3 separate regions of the Sus scrofa genome follow, and all the other regions are linked to region 3. A link is a contact called in public Hi-C data. All regions are on one chromosome and are shown on one strand. Each heading gives the region's core, a stretch centred on a gene start, on an enhancer-like site or on the middle of the called end of the contact. The rest is flanking DNA. Distances are from core to core; before and after follow the strand shown.

What was found. Hi-C and Micro-C count contacts between places; a contact is called where the count stands out from the background.
Region 1: a contact with region 3 is called in a Hi-C map of retroperitoneal adipose tissue, with 2.8 times the contacts expected there. The contact joins the promoter of OSM here to the promoter of RNF215 in region 3. A contact is called at or near these places in 1 of 5 promoter capture datasets (liver), 14 of 47 Hi-C or Micro-C datasets (alveolar macrophages, blood, embryonic fibroblasts and 9 more) and 1 of 2 datasets of contacts at active chromatin or transcription factors (alveolar macrophages).
Region 2: a contact with region 3 is called in a Hi-C map of liver, with 9 times the contacts expected there. The contact joins the enhancer-like site here to the promoter of RNF215 in region 3. A contact is called at or near these places in 3 of 47 Hi-C or Micro-C datasets (fetal liver and liver) and 2 of 2 datasets of contacts at active chromatin or transcription factors (alveolar macrophages and skeletal muscle).

Annotation. Positions count from the first base shown.
Region 1 is chr14:47,244,499-47,248,343 of Sscrofa11.1, reverse strand. It overlaps OSM (oncostatin-M), which reads left to right and starts at 1,508. Exons shown (of 3, transcript XM_001929161.4): 1 at 1,508-1,655; 2 at 3,290-3,423. The coding sequence starts at 1,622. It overlaps LOC110256683 (a long non-coding RNA gene), which reads right to left and starts at 2,769. Exons shown (of 4, transcript XR_002338554.1): 1 at 2,375-2,769; 2 at 1,507-1,752; 3 at 1,313-1,435; 4 at 1-971.
Region 2 is chr14:47,277,839-47,282,001 of Sscrofa11.1, reverse strand. TBC1D10A (TBC1 domain family member 10A) reads left to right here. Exons shown (of 9, transcript XM_021072299.1): 2 at 848-947. Among named protein-coding and RNA genes, the nearest start is that of CASTOR1, 13 kb to the right of the region's middle. Within about 2 kb of position 1,286, at least 19 of the 83 cell types and tissues checked have an H3K27ac peak or open chromatin away from gene starts, as enhancers often do. A contact at or near this core is called in alveolar macrophages, fetal liver and liver, where this site is marked.
Region 3 is chr14:47,355,851-47,359,854 of Sscrofa11.1, reverse strand. It overlaps RNF215 (RING finger protein 215), which reads left to right and starts at 2,664. Exons shown (of 10, transcript XM_005670838.3): 1 at 2,664-3,054; 2 at 3,311-3,395; 3 at 3,398-3,453; 4 at 3,906-3,977. The coding sequence starts at 2,770.

The DNA of each region.
Region 1 (3,845 bases), core at 259-2,758, 110 kb after region 3:
TGTGTGCAGGAAGCCTCCTGGGCATGGGGGTTCCTCTGGTTTTGTCCCCTGCTAGATCCTCAGCAGATGGGAGTGGCCAGCCAAGAGCAGGGGCCCAATACAAGTTTGTTGATGGCATAAATGACTGCGTGGGTGTGTCTGCAGGGGGAGAGCTGGTGGGAACAGCCTTCATGGTGATGACTGGTGCTGGGGTGGGGATGGTGGGAGGGTGCCTGTCTCTTCTTCCAGCCACTTTGGCTTTCCTAGTGCAGGCCTCACCGGTCGCCCCCAGGGACCCCAGCCTGGCTCCTCAGCCTTTGATACCCTGTTCCCCACAGAACTCCTTGGGCACAGGCTAAGACCCTCGTCTAGGTCCGGTGGACGTGCTGAAGCTGCAGGCACGGTGTGCCAGCCCTCTGCCCCGTCATCTGCCCTCTCTGGCCTCAGTGTATCCTCCAGTGAAGCAGCAGGCTGCCTCTGGAGGCGCTGTCTCCAGGGCCCCTTCATTCTGACGCCTGCAAGAAGCAGAGGACCAACCCAAGATCACTATCTTTCAGAGAAAGTGAAACCTGGTCCCCAACCGTCACCGCGGCGACTCCCCTTCTCTGGCTTCCCCTCTGAGCTCACAGCTTCCCCATCTCCTCCGCCCCCCACCCCGCCTCCCGACAGCTCGTACTTGGAATCAGACTTTCATCTTTCCTTTTGCCTTCAAAGGGCTCTTGCCTTTTATGTCCATGATGGCAGCAGCCCTGTGAGGTGGCCAGGAAATGCTTTTCAAATCCTCATTTTACAGGTGGCGGGGATGGTGGGGGTCTCGAAGGCCCAGAGAAGTTAAGCGACTTGCCTTGGATCTCACAGCATGTCAGTGGGCTTGAACCTGATCTCCTGTTTCTCTTGCTCCAAGTGCCTGGTTCTCCCCAGAGGGTCCTGTCTGTGGAGAAGGGGCCTGTTGTGGGCGATGGTCTGGGGATGGCTGGTTGTGTGCAGGGTGCCTGTTGGGGGAGAGGAGGTGGCTGGGAGTCCTGCTGGGGGATGCAGGTCCTGGGGCCATAACCACAATCTCGGGGCTGCCAGCCTGGGTCTGGCTCTTTGCCCAGAGCCCGGTGGTTTCCGCTCACAGATGTCCCAACAGCCCTGGCGGGAGGGCGGGAAGGGCACTCAAGAAGGAAGATGTCTCGCTCCCCTCAGCCCCAAACCACAGTGGCCTGTGAGGCTGAAGGCTCCCGAGCCGGGACTTTGCATCAGGCCCTCCAGGGGCCTGCTGGTGGACTCTCCCCTCCATCCCGGGCACAGCCTCCTACAGTGGGCATGGACCCCCTTGCTCCCTGCTCACCCCATAAAAGGCTGAGGCTGCGGTTTGCATCATCCTTGGGCGTGGGGCTGACCTCGAAGAACGAATTCGAAGAAAACAGGAGGAGGAGCAGGCATGCCACCGCGCCCAGCGCCCATTGGCCGCCTGTGGAAACTTTGGTTTTTGGGGTCATGTTCCCAGAAGGCCTGCCCTCCCCCCTCCCCCTCCCCACCCACCTCACGAGGTGTTGGCCAATCACCCCGGCGGGCATAAAGTGGCTGCCAGCCCGCAGGGCTCCCAGCCGGGAGGTGTCACCCCCAGCAGGCACAGGCCGGAGCTCGGTCACCCAGCATGCGGGCACAGTGTATTCGGAGGACACTGCTCAGTGAGTACTTCCTTCCTTCCCGCCGGGACCTGCTTGCTGTGCTCATGGGCGCCAGTGGGGAGCAGGGCCAGCTGCTGTCCTCTGGGAACTGGGGAGGCTGGACACGGGGCAGAAAGATGCTAAGAAAGGGAAAGAGCCAGAGGATCAGGCAAAGAGAGGGGTCCACTGAGAACACAGCATCTTCACAGGGTGGAGAAGGGTATCCCTGGAGGACTTCCAGGGGTAGGTGATATAGAGTCGACTCTGGGAGCAAGGGTTATGAGGGAAGGGGATCACAGCGGGAGAAGCTAGGGAAGCAGGAGGGAGGTGGGAGAAGTGCTGGGGCAGTGGAGGAAGCTGCAGAAGCTGAGCAGGACTGTGGTGTATTGTCTGGAAGGGCTGCGGGGCTTCCTTCTGGCCCCAATTCACAGGCTCTGGGATGGATGGTCACTATCGGCCAGGCCCCGGGGGCCCTGGAGCCCACACAATCACACAGCACATATAGCCACACCCACAGGGTGACAGACACACAGAGCCACGTGATGTCTTCCGGAGCCCTCAATCTCACCAATCTGGGAACCCCCGCATGCAGCCCCGGGGCCCCTGTGGTGGATGGGACAAAACGGCCCAGCTGTTCCCTCGAGCCTCACACAGACCCAGACACACACCCATGCAGACACCCTGCTCCCACGCGCACTCTGCTCACATCAGCCGCCCTGCCCGAGCCCAGCAGCAGATACCTGGGGGGGAGGGTGGCGAGGGGTGTCTTGTGGTCGCCGTGCCTGGGGACCTAGCCCCTCAGTCTCCTAGCAGCATCTTCCCCAAGGGGCCACAGTTCTTAGGAAGGGAAGTGGTGTCACTGCCTTCCGGGCCATTGCGCCACAGGCCCTTCCGACCACGTGGCTGCCAGGGCTCAGTGGGTGGGTCGGGGGAGGTGGGGGGAGCCGTAATTACCCGCCCCCCAGAATATTCTGGCTCACAGCATCCCTGGTGGGCCTGACAGAAGTGGCCACTTAGGGGGAGAGGAGAGAGGTGTGAGAGGTCAGCGGATGCGCTGGCCTTGGGTGACCTGAGCAAGCCCTTCTCCTTCAGTGCCTTTGTTTTTAGTAAAATGGGGGCCTGGACTAGAAGGCCTCACTCATCCTTTCCAGATGGAAGCTTCAGATGGAAAGGCAGCTTTTCCTGGTTCTGCGGGCATAGATCAGAGTGCCAGGCTGCTCCTGAGCCGCAAAGCCTGCCAGAGTCTAACTGCATGACTGGCTGGGATCTGTTACAGGTGGGCCCAGGGGCCTGTGGCCATGGCTGTCCCTTAACCCAGAGGTTTTACGAAGAGCAGCCCACCAGGGCCCCCGGTGTCAGCTTGAGGTTGGCAGGCTTGACTCCAGCTGGGCTCACCAGTTCTTCTCAAAGGCCTACTTGGCGAATTGTAGCCACTGTTTCGGGGGCTGAACAGTGACTTGCTGGGAAGGTAGCGGGGGGCAGGGGCAGCAGGTGCTCCCGTGCAGGTGCAGTGCCCAGCACCGCTCTCAACGGCACAAAGGTGTGGACCATGGAGTTGTATCCTCCGAGGCCCTCTTGAGCGCCGTCCCCTCTGAAAGCTGCCCACATGTGGCTTCCTCCCCACAGTCAGGTAACCCATCCCCTCTCTGTCCCAGGTCTGGTCCTCGGACTCCTGTTCCTGAGCACGGCGGCCAAGGGCAAGTGCTCAGGCAAATACCACGAACTCCTCCGGCAGCTCCGGCATCAGGCAGACCACATGCGGGACACCAGCACACTCCTGGACCCCTATGTGAGCACCCGGCCCTTGGGGGGCATCTGAGTCTCAGAGAACTGGGGGGTTAGGGTAGGCGTGAGCCCCAGGGAGGACCCGCCCCAACCCCCGCTTAGCACGGGGCTGGTGGGGAGACCGAGTCCCCAGGTTTCTCCAGGGCCATGGCGAACAGTCCAGGCCTAACCCTGAGATGCCCAGGAGATCATGCAACATCCCCCACTCAGTGGGCCTGGAGTGTGAACCCCTCTTCATCGCCTCATTCATCCCTTTGCCCAGCGTGCTCGTTGCACACCCACCACGTGCCTTGTTCTAGGCACCAGGATGTTGCAGTGAAAAAAAGAGCCCCGCCTTCCGAAGCCCATGTCACCTCCTGTCACCTCCCCAGTGACATGCCCCATGCCACAATCACTGCCTGTGCGATCACTCCCTCCAGTCCCCCA
Region 2 (4,163 bases), core at 37-2,536, 76 kb after region 3:
CTCACTTGAAGGACGCTTTAAGCCAGGGATTTTGCCCCAGCCTGCCTCAGAGGCTTTGGTGCTGACCGGAGCGGTCTTCATGCCAACATGTTTCCTCCACCGGCTCTAGTGGGCATTCAGAGCCCAGTAGAATGTCAGTGCCGTGAGGTCTGGGATTTGGTTCTAGTCTCAGAAGTGCTCCCTCAATCTGTCTAGATGCCCTGGCCCTAGAAAAAGGCCAGCATAGCTGTGCTAGCTACTCAATAGATGGACAGATACAAGTGATATTTGATGGGGTTTTGAAGTGTGTTCAGGATTTTGATAGGTGGAGACAACTTGGAGAGTGTTCCAGCAAAGGGACTGGCATGAGCAAAGGTTGAGAGGTGGGAAGGGGCCAGGGTGTAATTGGGGAAACTATGAGTAAGTAGTTTTGTTAGAGTGAAGAGGTGAGCATGTTCTTTCTGTCCTTGTTTGACTAGTTTTCTCGTCCAGCTCTGTACCTTGCACGCAGGCCCTCTGCAGAGGCTTATTTATCAAGACAGACCCAGGATGGGAATGCTTTGCTTTGATGCACAGATGCAGGCCCTCAGGTCTCTGCCCTAGAGAGGCATGGTGACCCCTGAGCCCCTTGACACATTGTGGGAGTGAGCACTTGAACCTTGTGTCTCTCTGGCCTGTGCCTTTCAGGGAGGGGCTTGTGTTCCCTCACATCTGTGGTAGGGCACTTACAGGTTAGCAGCCAGGAAGGGAAGGGCAGGGACGGAGGGCAGGGGGAGGAATGGAGACCCAGCAGGCTGGGGGCTAAGGCCTCAGCCAGGGTCTTTTCTTCTCTTGGCACCTCTGATAGTCTCTGCCCTCTGCTCCACAGGCTGGAGGAAGTTCCTCTGGAGGTGCTGAGGCAGAGGGAGTCCAAGTGGCTGGACATGCTCAACAACTGGGACAAATGGATGGCCAAGAAGCACAAAAAGGTGAGGTGTCTTTGGCTGGAAGTCACAGCTGGGGAAGAAGTGAAGAGGGAGGAGCTGCCTCAGCTTTGGGGAGCAGGAACTTCTCCAGCTGCCACCTGCCCTAGGTGTCCCCATTGGCCAGCTCAGGAATGGGAACAGAAGCTGGCTGGAGGGAGGGCCCAGGCTTCATTTGGTCCTCCCAGATGACTTCAGACTCAAGTAGAACTTTGTCCTGGAGTCAAACTTCAAAGCCTTTTGAGAGCCAAAAGCCAAAAGCTTTTCAGGCAGCTTTCCCCCAGCTCTCCTGGGTGAAGTCCTTGCTGCTGCTTACCACCTATCAGGAAGGACTTTAGACTACAGATAATAGCTAATGTGTGTTGAACATTTGCAGTATGCTGGGCACTTGACTCAGATAATCCTTACAGCACCCCAGTGAGGTCTGTGGTGGTACTATCCTCAGATTACTGCAAGATCAGGTTTGAACCCAGCAGTCCAGCTTCTGTGCTTGCACTCTTCCCTACCACAATAGGGAGTCTTCTTCACTCTCTAGATTAATTTGATGAGTTCCCTCTTGCCTGCTGGCCAAAGCAAAAAGAAAAGTAACTTCACAGTTCAATGGTCTTATGAAAATGAAAATACCCAGTGGTCTTTTTCTGGCAGGCTACCTTTAGGAACTAGCTCTGTCACCCTGAAGGAACATCCTTGCCCATCACAGTCTGCATGTTGATCCTCTTAACCACCTCGGCACGGTCTCCTTACTCCCTGGCCTGGTGGAGGCCTGTCCACAGTCCCACAGCTGGGGTCTCTCTGCCCAAATACGCAGCATGCAATAAACCTGCTGGCCTGCTGTCATCAGCTGACATGCTGTTCTGGTCCTGGCTGGTGCAGCTGGCTGCAGGACCTAGTAGAAAGCTCAGGACCGAAGGCCACATAAAGAGTTGGTCCCAGGTCCCCATTGCCTTCCTCTCTTCAAGCCCAGAGTTCTGAGTGACTTTGGGTGAGTCACTGCACCCTCTCAGTCTCAATTTCCCAGGTCAAGTGAGAACTTAACCCTGTTGTGAGGCCCTCTGTAAAGCCCTGGGCTTGTGGGTGTAACCAGGCCTAGGCTCTTTGTTGCTGTTCTGTGTGGGCTTTGGGGCATTCATATTTTGCTTGTTAGAAAAGACTTTTTTTTTTTTTTTTTGTATTAAGGGCCGCATTTGCAGCATATGGAAGTTCCAGGCTAGAGATCGAATTGGAGCTACAGCCAGCAGCCTACACCACAGCCACAGCAGCGCAGAATATGAGCCACATCTGTGACCTACACCGTAGCGCACAGCAGCACTAGATCTTTTAACCCACTGAGCAAGGTCAGGGATCGAACCTGCATCCTCATGGTTACTAAATGGGTTCGTTACCACTGAGCCACAATGGGAACTCCTAGAAAAAACTTTCACTTGAAAAAATATTGTTTTAACGCAGTTGTTCCTAAACTGTTTCCTGCCTGACTGGGGTCTGTTTTCCTGCTTCCTTGTCCTTGGGCTTTTACCCTGAGCTCTAATTCCCTCTCTACTGTCTGTTGTGGTGGCTGGTGGCTGTCAGGGAGGTGGCTGTGGGCTTCTTGCCCCAGCATCCCTGCAGATGGGGATTCCAAAGGGGAGCATTGGGGAGCTTCTCTCAGCAGAGCAGCTGGCACCACTTCCTCTTCCCCTTTGCTTTCCTGGTACTGTGGTTAGAGGCCAAGAGGCTGCACCCCACCCTGCCCGGAGGCCCTAGCCTCTGCTCCTCTCCTGCCACACTGGCCCCAGGAGCTCTCACTGCCTTGCTGCACAGGCTTGGGCTTTCCCATGGTCAGGAAGTACTGGCACATGGAGGACAATACCTGCATCAGGAAGTGGATCCAGACCCATGGCACTTATCCTGAGTCCACAGGACAGGGGCCCAGACCCTGCAGGGAGGCAGGCTCCTGCTGGAATGCTGTTTTCCCCTGTGGGGCTCTGCTCAAACTTTGGCCCTGCCCTCCTGGAGTTCAGTGGGCTGGGTGTGGCTTCGCTCCATTGTCTTCAGAGATCTTTCCCCGGGCCTTGCCTCAGATAACTAATCCCTTCTGCTTTCTGTTTTCGAGCACTTTCTCTAGCTTTATCCTTGCTGATCCCCACCTTTGCCTCTTCCTCAAGGAAGAGATTATAGTCTCCAGCTTGTCTGTGCTGAGGAAGATTCCAGAAGCCAGAGTGGGAAAAGCTGGGTATACTCCTAGCTCCATCCCGACTCCATAGCCCTGGGCCTAGGTGAAGGAGAGGCCTCTTTGAGAACTTCGTGGATTGAAGATATTCCCAGGCTCCCCTGGGGCAGGCCACATACGATGGTGCTATGATTATGTGGGGACTAGCTCACACTGAGCTTGGCCCTGGTAGAGCCTAAAGGACCAGTGGTTCTGGGCCACTCTGCATCCCTTTGCCAAAGCCTGCCCGGACCAAATGACTTCCTTTGGGAGACCCTTGTCCCATAGCAGCAGGAAACTGTTCCTAGAGTCCGGGGCAGTTCCCTTCTGCTCCCTTCCCCTCCCCCCATTGCACGCAGTTCCAGAAGCTCAACCTTGGCTCTTATGACCACCACTGTGCTCTTCCCTCACTGCCCTTAGCCTGTCTGCCTATCTCCTTCCTGGTTCTTGACTCTCTCTGACCCTTGGAAAGTTTTCTCTTGTTTGCACTGGTCCTCAGGAAGCCTGAGCCTTTTGTGCTCCCTCCTCTGAGAGCTTCCAGTGAGACTGTTTGAGGGGCTTTCCAGGTGAGGGGAAGTTAAGTGTGAGCCTAAGGCCCTTCTGTGTCTGGTATATTCCCAGGATTTGGAGGTGTGGAGAGGAAGCCGTCGTTTATTGAACACAGATTGTGTCAGGCTTCATGCTAGGCGTGTTCCTCCCTTCTAATAGAATCCTAGTTGTTATTATTTTGCTCTTACTGTTGATAAGAAGTGATTGGCTAAGGTCAGTGCTGTATTCAAATTTATCCAGGTGCTCTTTTCCCACTGCCTTGAGCTCCCACCTCCACCCCAGGCCAGGCTGCTTAGTGCAGTGTGTGATGGGAGTATCACTGGCCAATCCTCCTACCCACATTCTATAGGAGTGGTGCCTCTGCCTTTGCCCTTCACCCTCCTGACCCTTGTTTTTGAGGTCAAGGAGGTCAATCAGGGCAGCTGCCTTAGAGCCTCATTCTGCCCCCAAGCCCAGAGGGAGCTAGCCTCCCCATCTGGCCACTGAAA
Region 3 (4,004 bases), core at 1,415-3,914:
TGGCTAATGAGTCAAACCCATTCCACCTGCCTTCACTAATCAAGGTCATTTTAAGATGCATATGTTCTCCAAGCAGCATGAAGCCTAAATAGTAAGATGTTTTCCCCAGTTGTTTTCCAGAAACTTAAGTCAGCTGTGTCTAGTTTGAGCTGAGCTGGTTAAGACTGGATGGGACCACTGACCCTCCAACTGGGCCTGTGTGTGCTTGGTGACCTTTTGATGTTAGAGGGCTGAAAACGCCACCCTCAGAGCGTGCTATGAATGTGCATAGGCCTGCAGCTTAATTATGCCTTCACAGAAAGATTACTACAACTTTTTCCAATCACCTTTCCCCACGCCTCAGATGGCTCTGCTGCTTTATTCTTCATTCTATAAATATGCTGAGCCCCTTGCTCTCAGGGAGGTAGATCTGAGACTTGTTTATGAATAGGCTCTTTTTGCTGCAAACCTGGGCCTCTCAGCATTTTGGCTTGCTGTGTAAGGAGCAAAATGAACCTGTTTGGTAACAACTGTTTCCACCTTTTGGCTATTGTGAATAATGATGCTACAAGAACAATGGAGTACAAACAGCTGTTAGAAGCCCTGCTGTCAATTTTTTTGGATATATATGTATACCCGAAGTGGATCATAAGATAATTCTTTGCTTTTTTTTTCTTTTTTTGGGGGGAGTGGGGCTGCACCCTCAGCATATGAAAGTTCCCAGGCTAGGGGTTGAATCTGAGCTACAGCTGCTGGCCTACTCCACAGCTCATGGCAATGCCGGATCCTTAACCCGAGTGAGGCCAGGGATTGAACCTGCATCCTCATGGATACTAGCTGGGTTCTTAACCCCCTGAGCCACAATGGGAACGCCTATGTTTAATTTTTTTTTTTTTTTGAGGAATCATCATCCTGTGTTCTACAGGAGTCACACCATTTTATATTCCCACTGTTGACCCATTTTGAGTTAATTAAAAAAAATTTTATGATAGCTGATTTACATTGTTCTGTCAATTTCTGCTGTACAGCAAAGTGACCCAGTCATACATCTGTATATAGCCTCTTTCATATTATCTTTCATCATGTTCCATTACAAGTGGTTGGACATAGTTCCCTGTGCTTTATAGCAGGACCATTTCGAGTTAATTTCTGTATATGGTGTGAGGTAGTAGTCCAATTTTATTCTTTGGTACATTATATCCAGTTGTTCCAGCACCATTTGTGGAAGACACTGTTCTTTCCCTGTTGAATGGTCTTGGCACCCTTGTTGAAAATCAGTTGGGGGAGTTCCTGTTGTGGCTCAGTGGAAACGAATCTGACCAGTATCCATGAGGATGTAGGTTCATCCCTGGCCTCGCTCCGTGGGTTAAGGATCCGGTGTTGCCGTGAACTGCGGTGTAGGTCACAGATGTGGCTTGGATTTGGTGTGGCTGTGGCTGTGGCATAGGCCAGCGGCTGCAGCTCCAATTTGACCCCTAGCCTGGAAACCTCCATATGCCAAAGGTGTGGCCCTGAAAAAAAAAAAAAAAAAAAAAGAAAATCAATTGGCTATAGATGTCTGGGTCTATTTCTAGACTCCCAATTCTATTCCATTTGTTTACATGTCTATCTTTACTACGCTGTTTTTTGATCACTGTACCTTTGTAGTATGTTTACAAATTGGTAAGAATGAGTCTTAACTTTATTCTTTTTCCAATATGGGCTAGTCAGGGCCCTTTGCATAGGATGGGTTTGTCATTAGAGGAGTTCTCTTGTGGCACAGCGGGCTTGGGCCTGCTATGGCTCAGGTTCGATCTCTGGCCACTTCCACATGCCATGGGTGTAGCCAAAGAAAAAGTCATTACAATTTTAATTTTAGGAGTTCCCATCGTGGCTGAGCAGTTAATGAATCTGACTAGCATCCATGAGGATGCAGGTTCAATCCCCAGCCTGGCTCAGTGGGTTAAGGATCCAGTGCTGCCAGTGACTGCTGTGTAGGTCACAGAAGTGGTTCAGATCCTGTGTTGCTGTGGCTATGGTGTAAGCCAGCAGCTACAGCTCTGATTTGAACCTTAGCCTGGGAATCTCTATATGTCGTGGGTGTGGCCCTAAAAGGCAAAAAAAAAAAAAAAAAAAAAATTAATTTTATTGGGGATTGCTTTGAATATGTAGATGACTTTAGGTAGTATTGCCATCTTAACAGTATTAAGTCTAGCAATCCATTAACCCGAGCATCATTCCATTTCTTTAGGTATTCTTTTTTTTTTTTCCTCCCCAGGGCCGCAAGTAAGGGGATATAATGGACAACACTACGGAGCTGAGTTAGGCCTGGTCCCACTTTCTGCCCCTCTGGGACCCTTACCTCAATTTCCTCCCCAGCTCCACGCCCTCCCTGCCCGCCTCCAGAGTTCTGTCCGGTGGAGAAAGGGAGGCCTAGGCCAACCCTGAGCGTCGGGCCGCTATAGAGAAAGGGCCAGCGTCCAGACCTCTAGACATTCCTCCAGACAAAACGCAACAAGTTCAAATCACCTACTGTCTGACTTGAGTATGGTGACCTCGCACCGCCCAGATCCAGCGTCCCAGACCTCCGCCGCCGGTGTTCTCCGCGGCCACCAGGGGGCGCGCGCAGCCCGGTCTGGGCAGGAGAGCCGCCTAGAGCCCACGCCGCCTCCCGGAGCCCCGCCCCGTCCGGCCACGGCCCCGCCCCCTCCCCTCCCAGCGCCCCGCCCCGTCCGGCTGAGGCTTCGCTCCCCAACCCCGCAGCGTTCGGGACCCCGGGATCTCTGTGCGGCCTGCTCGCCGGGTCCGGCCATGGGCCCCGCCGCTCGCCCCGCGCTGAGGTCGCTGCCACCTCCTCCTCCGCCGGCGCCGTCGCCCCTGCTGTTGCTGCTGCCCCTGCTGCCACTCTGGCTGGGCCTGGCGGGGCCCGGGGCCGCGGCGGACGGCAGCAAGCCCACGGCCGGGGCGGGACGGGGCGGGGCCCGCGCGGTACGGGTGGACGTGAAGCTGCCGCGGCAAGACGCTCTGGTGCTGGAGGGCGTCCGGATCGGCCCCGAAGCAGACGCGGCGCCCCTGATGGGCGGCCGCCTGATGCTGGTGAGCGCCGCTGAGCCCTATGGCCTCCGGCCCGCTTTAGACCTTGTGCCCAGATCCAGCCTTCGTCCTGGACCAAGCCCTGGCAGCCCAGCGCCTCTTCCTCAGGCTGCCAAGGCCCCCAGCGTTCAGGTTTCCAAAATCTGAGATCAGATGTCTTCCCCTCCAAATTCGTCCCCAAACCCTGGCCTTGCATCCTCTGTGTGCCTGATCCCCCTTCCTCCCCCTCTCCCTCTATCCACGGTCCCTCACCCCACAGATGGACGTTGTGGATGCTGAGCAGGAAGTGCCCAGAGAAGGCTGGATTGCGGTGGCATACGTGGGCAAGGAGCAGGCGGCCAGATTGACCAGGAAAGTCAGGGCAGCGGCCCACAGGCCTATCCCAAGGCTCTGGTTCAGCAGGTGCAGAGGGTGTATGTGAAAAGGGGGCTAGAGGAGGGTTTTCAAGGCAACTACTAGAGCCAGACCACCTGGTTAGTGGTGGGCCGGTAAGGAGCCTTCAGAGAAGCCCTGGGCCTGGGTAGGGCCAGGGACCCTAGTTTGTAGAATCTGGGTCAGTGTGGTTGGCAGCAGGGAGGTGGGAGGAGGCCAGAGAGTCAGGAAGCTTAGTCAGGGAGTGCCTGCTGGGGTGGGCCCTGCTTGGACCAAGGAAGGCCCTGTATTGTTTGGGTCCCATAGAACATCTGAGGGGAAGGCAGGAGGCATAAGGGTTTCGGCCTTTGACCTCAAGGAGCTTATAGTCTATCCAGAGGAAATGTTCTCTCCAGAGATAAGAACAACCGTGGCCATAGGTAGTGAGACGCATGTGTGGGCAAGTATATGTGTGTGTGTGAGCCTTTGCCTCTGTCCTGCAGATGCGGAGGGCGCTCTTCCTGGGAGCCTCTGCCCTGCTCCTCCTCATCTTGAACCACAACGTGGTCCGAGAGGTAAACCGGATCAAGCCTAGTGGGCAT